Linked DNA regions of Gossypium hirsutum: region 2 is linked to region 1. The links are chromatin contacts, called in public Hi-C maps. All regions are on one chromosome and are shown on one strand. The core of a region is the stretch at or near the end of the contact, and the rest is flanking DNA. Distances in the headings are between cores, read along the strand shown. Region 1 holds the start of LOC107962106 (very-long-chain aldehyde decarbonylase CER1). Region 2 has its middle 44 kb from the start of LOC107962105.

The links. Hi-C and Micro-C count contacts between places; a contact is called where the count stands out from the background.
Region 2: a Hi-C map of leaf shows a contact between it and region 1, with 5 times the contacts expected there. The contact joins the enhancer-like site here to the promoter of LOC107962106 in region 1. A contact is called at or near these places in 6 of 34 Hi-C or Micro-C datasets (leaf and petal).

Annotation. Positions count from the first base shown.
Region 1 is chrA06:119,364,824-119,370,119 of Gossypium_hirsutum_v2.1, reverse strand. It overlaps LOC107962106 (very-long-chain aldehyde decarbonylase CER1), which reads right to left and starts at 2,059. Exons shown (of 10, transcript XM_016898352.2): 1 at 1,202-2,059; 2 at 874-1,097; 3 at 562-794; 4 at 1-92. The coding sequence starts at 1,261.
Region 2 is chrA06:119,516,459-119,521,577 of Gossypium_hirsutum_v2.1, reverse strand. It overlaps the pseudogene LOC107962104. Among protein-coding and RNA genes, the nearest start is that of LOC107962105, 44 kb to the right of the region's middle. Within about 2 kb of position 3,642, at least 9 of the 9 cell types and tissues checked have an H3K27ac peak or open chromatin away from gene starts, as enhancers often do. A contact at or near this core is called in leaf, where this site is marked.

The sequences.
Region 1 (5,296 bases), core at 810-3,309:
GATAGATCCAGTTCCAGTAAGCACAACTGTCAACATTGGTATTGCGAACAGTGCAAAATATACTATGTTTTCTGCAAATGGATGTATCACAGCTGCAACACGTACACTTATTATTCTTTATTCTTAACAAAAATTGTACATTATATAATCAACTTACTAATTTTGTGATATATGGCCCAAGCAGTATAAAATTTGGTGACGATTCTATGTATTATTGTTTAAACTGTTTGTTGGCCCCAAAACTGAACAAAATGTCGTTTTAAATTTCAGTTCTAGTTCAATAAATTAATTAAGTAATGCTTCGTCGGTCCCACTGCCATTAAATAATGCATTTCTATTTGATATAAGTAAACATGATATAGCAAACGCCAATGGGACAACAAGACAGTGCCCTCCTTTCTAATCGGATTATTTTGTAATCCTGTTCTTCCTACTTAGAAATTAATTAAATAAAAAATAGCAACACAGCACAGACTGTCCATTACTATTTATGCCTTTCAGTATCATGTTAAACTAATAATAAAGAAGTGGATGGAGCAGAGAAGAGTCAAAGGTGCTTACAAGTGATAGGCTCAGTGACAATGGAGGAATGGTGATGAGAATGGTAACGAGAGTAAAGATAATGATGGTGCAGAGCTCTATGAAACCAGTAGTAAAGGAACTCCACAGGACCGACATGGAGCAACATGGTTATAATCACACCATCCGTTCTCCATAGTGGTAAGTGTGAAGCCCCGGGGACGTATTTGTTAGCCAAGAAAAACAGGATTCCATTGAACAATATTTGATCATCCCTGCGATATTCATGATTAATAGTTAATAACCACTTTTTAAAATTAATTAATTTTCAGAAACTAATGTAACTCATATTACCAGTTCTTTTCCCTGTCGACTTGGTCAAATTCGATACCCTTGTCTACAATCCTGTTAGTGCCTTTGGCAGTTCGATAACGAGAAAAACTAATCCATAGCTGGTTGTGCAACATTCTCCATAACATGAATGGGATTACCGTAAAGTTGGTCAGGTCCCATTCCTGTGGATCCTTAACCATAATCGAGTATATGGTCTCCATAACCCAAGGACCCAGGATTATGTACTATAAAAATCCATCCAACAGCAATACATATATAAGTGCATGGAAATGCATGAGAAAATTAATATACAAAATAATCAAAAGCAGGAGGAAGGAGATCATCTTACCTTAAAGCTTCCAAGAGGTGTCCATGGCCAGTCAGTGAGAATTCCTGGTTTAGAAGCCATGATTTGGTGAGCTAGCTGCAAATGGCTTTGGAAGGGAATTTTATTACTATTACGAGGTTGAGTTGCTTTGTATGTGGAGGGAGGGGTGGTATATATGGTGCATTCAAGCTGTACTGTAAACCTACAACCTTTACATTCGTCCACGTGATCGTCTTATTTCTTCATCCCAACCGATTAAGTCTGGCAAGAGTAGCCATAATACCAGATAAACATAAATATGTAAAAGATGCCTGCCACTTTGCAATTTTTGGACACTACTTTAATTCACGAATTTATTGTTCTCAACTGTTTCGGCCGGTTATTGTCCACTCCGTTGTATGAAAACCAAAACTGTCTTTATTCACCCTTTATCTTCCTCCCTTTTAATACATTTTGAATTGAATAGTACCTCACTAACTGTGCCAGAAAATGTGCTGCCATGCAAATTCAGTGTTTAAGATTTAGGTTCCTCCAGTCACACGCTATCTCTACGTTTCACATTTTTGAGATGCTTAGCAGTTAAACTGGCTAAGCTGCCCACTGACTTTAACTTGCTTTTTTGCCTAGCTTATTTTCTCCGCTAGGCTTCGTGTATCCCTATCGCACCAAACAAATTTAGCCCAAGCTATGTATGCAATATGCATAGTATTCTGCAGGCGGATAGCATATATCTATGATTGTTGAACAAAAAACAAAGAGTAATATGCATATATATAGCATATATATAGGTAGTTTGGACTTAGCAAATCATTAAACTTCAGAGTTAACCGTTGATCTGACAGGATTACAGTTTATCACTAATTCAGCCTTAGATTAGACAACTAAATTTGAAAATCTTACATATATATATATAGATATAAAATCTATATTTATAATTTATAACAAATAAAAATTGGGAGAAATTTTAACGGAAATATCCTTTGTTATTTATTATAATATTACAGGCATTAGAATAAATTTTTACTTTTACTTGTTAAAATTTGAATATTAAAAAATATTTTATTAAGGTTAAAAATTATACTTGTTATAACTTATTAAACTCAGGACCTCGCAAACTAGGCTTGAAAACTTAAAAACTAGAGTCGTCACTAACCATGTGAGTTAAGTTGTTCAGCAAACTATTGCCTAAAGTATCGAGACTAAACCTAAAATAAATTTAAAGAATAAATCCAAAAACTATATGACGTGAACCCGATTACAAGTTTAGAATTTGATTCAAGATTTGATTTGTCCAATCGTCTAAATAAGTACTTTCTCTAAAAATGGGAAGTTAAGCTTAGAACTTGAAATGTATTTAAGGTATTGGAATGGAAGAACGGAATGGATAAAAATTGATAAAACGAAACTTGACCCACAAATGAACCAACATTATAAAACAGTGTGACTTGATTTTTACAAAGCAAAGTCTTAACAAGTTGGTTGTTTTAAGAAAGATCGCAACCCACTATCTATAATGAGTTAAAAACCAACAATATAGGATGATCGCCACACTTCGGAAAGAGTTGAGAAAGGAAGTGATAAGATCGATTGATGAATGCCACAAAAAGGTAAGTTCTTGATAAATTTGATTTTAGTTCTGAAAAGAACAAATAGTATAAACTCGGTTTAAATTTCAAAGTTGATTGATTGAAAATTCATTTGATTAACCCTTACAAAGTGACATGACAGAACTATATATAAGCCTAGGTAAATAAGTAGTCTCACCGACCATTAAATGAAGTTTCTAGATTGTACATGAACTCATGTAATACATATATCTTTAAAGTTCAAAGAATTCATCTGAATGTTCAGGTGCTTTCCCTCTTGACGTGAATGTATGTTGAAGATTCATTGCACATGTTTGAATAGTCATAAACCTTTGATGTACATCCATGCACCGCTTGAATGTCATCCATGCATTTCTTTCAATTCAATGTATGCTTGAAGAATCACATTCCTTCTATTTTGTCAACTTCATCTCCCTTTATTGCCTATGTATATAAGACTCCATTAAATCAACCAAATGGTTTCTAATACATCCCTCCACGTCGTCCATGCATTTAATAGATATAATGTATGCTTAATATAAACTCATGCATTCCCCTTGAACCGTACATGCATCCACCAAATTCAATGTTGAGCATTTAATTCGTACAAGCCCCCTAGGACGTACATGCATGATATGTGATCCAATGTATCTTGTCTATTCATGAATCTCAAAATTCATGAATTCTTGTAAGCTAAGGAATGGAAGTGCATGAATTTGCATGGGAATTACAAACAATCATATATCTCCCTTGGTGGTTGATCATATACCTACAAAGCAATATAAATAAAAGTTATCAGCTCATTTGACAATTCACAAATGACAATCACTACTCAACGATACTATAGTTAAAATTCAAACATAATATAAATGAAAATATGCATGTTGTGAATTTTAACATGATAAACAGGACACATGAAACACTAAAAACAACATGTAAATATTAAGTGAAGAACTTGAATGATAGATGTTTCATTTTGCACTTGGGCCCCTCACGTTTAGGCCAGTCGCGATTCTTTCAAATCGAGCCAACACATGATGTGGCCAAGATCATATCATACCCTCCCTCTTTTAAGCGGTTTTTCCTCAAATCAGGTCATTTGCTCAAGAAAAATCTTTGAAGATCACGGTCCTTGAAAGGGTACTCCTCATGAGTTAATTGGAAGTAATACCTCTCGAAACCCTAAAAATCAAATAAAGCTTTAAAAATTGAAGAGTTAAAAGCTCATTTATTCACTCTTTCTTCGAAAGGATATTCCTCAACATTGTGACCTCTATCTACATAAAACAAATCAGACATGTAACAAATGAAAATATAGTATTTTTTTCGAGATCCTTTTCAACAACTGAACATATAAACCAACTCCGAGATCAAAGACGTAATTTTTCCTTACCATCTCAACATGAATCAAAAGCTTTCTTTCCAGAAATGACGAAAAAATATTGAACCACAATAAGCTATTCACATAATTGTTTAAAACAAAATTCTTACACTCAGACCCTTGCAAAAAATGTGTACGAACATTCATTCTTGGTTGAAATACACGATTTTGATTTGCCACATTTTCACGAAGCAATTGTGTTTCTTTCGAAATCAAATCACACCTACTAAACGAAGAGAAATTAGGTATATGTATGCTCAAACAAAGTAAACACTTGATCTTTTTTCGAATAGGCATGTTCTTCCATAAAAATTTCCCACAAGGATTTAAAGAACTCACATAACAATTAGAATCAACCAGATTAAACGTTTTATGTGAAAATTCTTTCACTCACAACAATCGAATTTTGTAGGCATCTAGTTAAACCAAAGACATCAATAGATATATCAATTTGCGATTTAATGTCACATAAACCAATACAAGACATGTCATGAGGAAAATGTTTTAAGACACTATTAGAGAAAAACTCATCAACAACATTCAAAGAATATTGTCTTGGTTTAATCTCAAAAAGTTTCTTACCTTGCTTACCTTCTGACACTTGCACTTATAGAGTAATGTTATTTTCCAACTTACTTTTCTCCCAAATACAAAATTTCCCTTCGGTTGAAAAGTAATTTAGTTGGAACTCCACCAATGGATCTTTAGAAACCTAAGACGAAGAGATATCACAAAGCAAACCTGAATAGGGATTAATTAAAACATCCCCCACTTTTGTATGATCATGTTATTTCTTTTCACTCTCTTCTTTTTCAATCTCAATTTCTTTTTTTTCACGCTCTCTTTTTATTTCAATTTTCTTTCTTGCACTTTTTTTTTCTTGTTTGATTTTTTTTTCTTTTCTCAAGCTCTTTTATTTTTCTTTCATCGAAATTTTTTTTTCTTTTCTCTCAATTTTTTTTGTTTTTCTTTTTCACTTTCAAGTTCTTCTATTCTTACTTGGTATTTACAAATGGATTTTGAATTCGAAAGGCCCCAAATGGTGGACTTCTCTTGGGATTGAATTGGAGGATCATCATATAAAACACGTTCATCTTTCCTTGTTTATGTGAATGAATACTTCAGCACACTTGTTGCCTTGAGAGGCTT
Region 2 (5,119 bases), core at 2,393-4,892, 150 kb before region 1:
AAGAAGGGAAACGAATTATCATAAAGGATTACATGAAACATTATCATATCAGCATATATTAGTTTCAATTAAATTACATAATCAAATTTCTAAAAAAAATATTTATTTATTAAATGATAAAAGGTTAATATAAAATTTTGAATTAAAAAACAATTTACCTTTTTAAGAATTTAAACATCTTAACAAAATTTAAATGAAAAATTACATGTAAGATAATTGTCTCCTGCAATCCTGCTCCGGTAATTTAATCAACAACGTAAAAAGGTTAATATATTATTTGAGATTTAAATTTGAAAAACATTTTCTTATCAGAGTATAAACTTTAATTTTGGTCGAAATTAGTTTTTTAATTAGACAATTATTTTTAAACTTAATAATTGTTTTTCTATTGAGACTTTAATTTTTTTTACCAAGTTAGTCCATAATATTTCCTTGAAGAAAAAAGCTTAATGCTCACTTTAGTCTATGAAGTATACCGCTTTTTCCACATTGGTTCTTAAAAAAAATTTTTTGGTCCACTTCAATCCTTAATGTTACCAGACGTTCCCAGTTTAGTCCGTAACATTATAAGACATTCTCAGTTTGGTCCATTGGACTTTAAAAAAATCGACCAACCAATCATATGTTGCCACATATCATATAATGACATCACAATGATGTTATCATTTGAAAAAGCCTTAAAATCTTTAAAAATTACAAAAAATTTAAAAAAAATTCAAAATTAGAAAAAAAATTATAAAATTTAGTAAATTTTTTTTTAAAATTTAAAAAATTAATATTAAAGTGTATGATTTACTGAATATACTAGTTCTTAGTTTTTAATGTTTAAAGGACTACAATGAGAACATTTGATAAAATTAGGGATTGAAATGGACCAAAAACACTTTAAAAACTAAAGTGGGGAAAACAGTATATTTCAAGGGCTAAAGTGTGCATTAATCCAAAAAAAGTTTTATAAAAAATGTTCAACTAATATGACAACAATTACTAAATTCAAGAATGAAAAAAAAATCAGATCCAAATGTAAAAACAATTCTCTAATTCAAACCCAAACGTAAGAATAATTGTTAAATTTAAATACCAACCTGGATTAAGAAAATATTGATGCGGGATGTAAAACCTTTGGGGTCCAAAAACTAGATTAATCCTAACATAAAATGTCTACATTATTCTCATTATCTTGTCATGTCAGTCAAACTTGGTTAACTAAGGCTTAAGAATGAAAGCCGTTGGGAGAATTTGGTCAATTGCTTTTTTATTTCCATTAATTCCACATTACGTGCTTGTATAGTTTTCATTAAGAGAGAGGACTTACGATGGAGTGTACATGAGGGACTTGAGAGGGGGGAAAATAGAGAAGACTCAGTTGGGAATGAGTTCGAGCAATGCCCCATATGTTGTTCATGGAGTCGACGTAAGTGACGTAGCCAGCAAAGGAGATCATGGATCCAGTTCCAGTTAGCATCGTTGTCAACACTGGTATTGAGAACAGGGCATAGTATGCTATGTGCTTTGCAAATGGATGTATCACAGCTGCAACACGCACACTCTTCAATTATTTCCTACTTTTCTTAACAAATTCTATATTATTTATATCTTTATGTATTCTTGATCTCATCTTAGAACGTAGAAAGAGTTGATATAGTCACGGTTTGAGGGTGTCCCAGCAGTACCGACATCATATTTACGGGTGTGTTTGTTCTTCTTTTTTATGTTTGTAAAGTAGTTTGGAGAATGAAAAATGCCTTATTAATATAATTAATATAATTTATTACTTTAATAAAATTATTTAATATTACAATCTTATTTTCTTAATAAGTTTTAATATTAATAATAAAGAATAATATTTGATACACATAACTCTCATATATTATCAATGAATAATAACATGTCATCATCATTAAATTAAACAAAAAAATGAAAGACTTGTAAATAAATATCGATAATTTCATTTAAACTTAATTAAGCATTAAATTTAACTATTATAAGTAAATATTAATAACTCTCATATTTAGGATCTCATAATTAGTGTTCTAATATTTATTTAATTATGTTTAAATAAAGTTTTTAGTATTTATTTATAAGTCTTCTACTATTTTTTTTATTTTATTTGATGATGATGTATCATGTTATTATTCACTTCTGATACATAAGACTTATGTACCGGCAGTGCATCAAATATTCTTCCTAATAAGAAATTAAAATTTTAAATAATATTCTTGAAAATATTTTATATTAATATTTTAATAATAAATATAATTTATAATTTAAAAACATTTAGCAATAAATATTTTATAATGCAAAATATTAATATTTTAATAGTATAAATATGAATATTTAGTTATCCCTTTTAGCTCAAATGTGTCACTATGCATTTAAGTTTTAATTAGAGATTGATTATTATTATTATGTTTATTAAAATAATATAGTTATTATAAGATAAATTTCAGTTGTCAAATTTATAACTAATATAGTTTATGTTGCTTTTGAAAATATCTTTTAAAAATTTATTTGAATAAAATTTACGAAACAATGAAAAATATTTTATATAATATCATTTTAACGAATAATTAAGTTTGCGAAGTGGATTCAGTGAGCAAAGGCGGAGGTGCTTACAAGTAATAGGCTCAGTGACAATGGAAGAATGGTGATGAGAATGGTAGCTGGAGTAAAGATAATGATGGTGCAGAGCTCTATGCAACCAGTAGTAAAGGAACTCCACAGGGCCGGCATGGAGCAACATGATTATAATCACACCATCCTATTTCCATACGGGTGAGTGAGAACCTCATGGAAAGTAATTGTTTACCAAGTAAAACAGGACTGCATTGAACAATATTTGATCATCCCTGCAATGTTCATGGTTAATAAATATTAATACCCACTTTTAAAATTAATTAATTTTCAGAAGAAAATGTAACTCAGATGTAACTCATATTACCAGTTCCTTTTCCTGTCAACTTGGTCAAATTCGATACCCTTGTCCACAATCCTGTTGGTGCCTTTGGCAGTTCGATAACAACAAAGGCTAATCCAAAGCTAGCTGTGCATCATTCTCCATAACATAAGTGGGAGTATCGCAAGGTTGGAAACATCCATTGCTTTGCATATTTAACTATAATCGAGTATATTCTCTCCGTAATCCAAGGAGCCGGAATTATGTACTGTAAATATATCCATCCAACAACACAATGTATAAGCGCATGGGAGAATCCCTGGTTTAGAATAATAAAAAAGTGAAGGAAGGAGATCATCTTACCTTAAAGCTTCCAAGAGGCTTCCATGGCCAATCAGTGAGAATTCCTGATTTAGAAGCCATCATTTGGTGAACTAGTTTGGATGGCTAGCTGGAAATGGCTTTGGAACGGGATCTTTTTACTAGTACGAGGCAGAGATGCTTTGCATGTGTAGGGGGTGATAGTATATATAAGGTGCATTCAAGTTCCACTGTAGCCATATAAATTAAAAATCTTTTCATACCTGTTGTAATGGGCCAAATCCGCCCAGGCCCACTAAACAACAAACAAACCAAAAACAAAAAATAAAAACCCAATAAATAGTCCAATTTCACAGTCCAAAGACCTGTGGCCCAACCAAAAGAACAAGCCTAACAGGCCCAAAAACTTAAACCCAAATCAGAAACCCTAGGGTTTCTGAAACTTTAACGCCGTAGTAGCTGCGCCACCAGCAGCCTCCGTACGCCGTACACCTCCACGCGCCACGCACACCTGCAATAGACTAATAAACAAAAAGAGAAAGCAGCGAATAACAACAAAAAGACAGCAAGGAAATTTGTATTCTTTATTTTAATTTTTTTCTTTTCATTTCTCGGCTATAAAGCCAAAGATAATCAAAATGTAAAAGAGGGGCACACTTCGCATATTGAAATACAGAAAAAGACTATCAAAATCGAGAGGTGGTTTCCGATTTGAGTATTCAAAAGTCTTCTTTATTTCGGTTTTTGTTCTGTTTTAATGTATGGAAAGAAATAAAGAGAATACTTACCTTCGTGTTTAGCCTCTGTCGATCGAGCCTCCTATTAAAATTCGGAGATCTATCACGCGTTAACGACCACCGATTATAGTGGTGGTCCGACGATGGCGAGTCTTTTGGGGTTGAATCCCTAACCGAACGACAGATTGGGGGGGTGTTCTCCTTGAGTCGGCCAAGTACGGAAAAACGAAGGATTTTTAAGTTTTTTTTTTTTTTGAATTAGGGCTTCAAATGAGGGTTTAGGAAAATTTTAGGTTCTTATGGTAACCAAGAAACGACACCGTTTCATCTAGTCCCAAAATGCTTCAAGATGACACCGTTTTGAAGCCAAACCGGATGACCCGACCCGCTAACCAGGGGATCCGCGTGTCTTCATTATTTTTGGGGGTATTTACGCTCCTGGTCCCTCCGCTTTTCCTACCTTCAATCGGATCCCTTCCCTCTGTTTTGTATTTTTAATTTTTCCCCAAGACTTCGGCCTTTGATTCATTTTGGCCCGTGTCGAAACGACGCATCTTGTGGCCTTGGAATAATTTGCTGATCGGTCCCTCGTCTTTCTTCGCTAGTTCATTTAGGCCCTGATTCATGTTTTATTAATCTTTTGTATTTCATAATTTGTACCTCATATTTTATCTTGATTGCAAGTTAATCCTTAATTTTTTTTAACTCCATTTTTTCTTTCAGATTATTTATTGTAAATTGTTTTACTATATATATTATTTAAGATTATTTGTATTATTTACTTTTAAGATCTTTATATGTCGTCTATCTTAAATCTTTCTTTTTGTATTCAAAAATAATTTTATTACTTAGTCTAAATTGTTCTACCAATATTTAAATTGTTTTGTATGTCATGCATTCTAAATTTCTTTTCATGCATCATTTTATATATTATTTTAAATCGTCTTATAAACTACTTATTTTGAATTGCTTTGTATATTATTTGATTTAAAATATCCATTCTATAACACTTCTTCAAATGCATCATGTATATTGGTATATGTATAATAAATAATTCAATTCTATGTAAATTATTAATGTTATTTTATTTCATCCATGTTTTTGAATCTATTCCTACATTTTAACATACATTTTGGTTATTATAATATATTTTGCATACATGTTT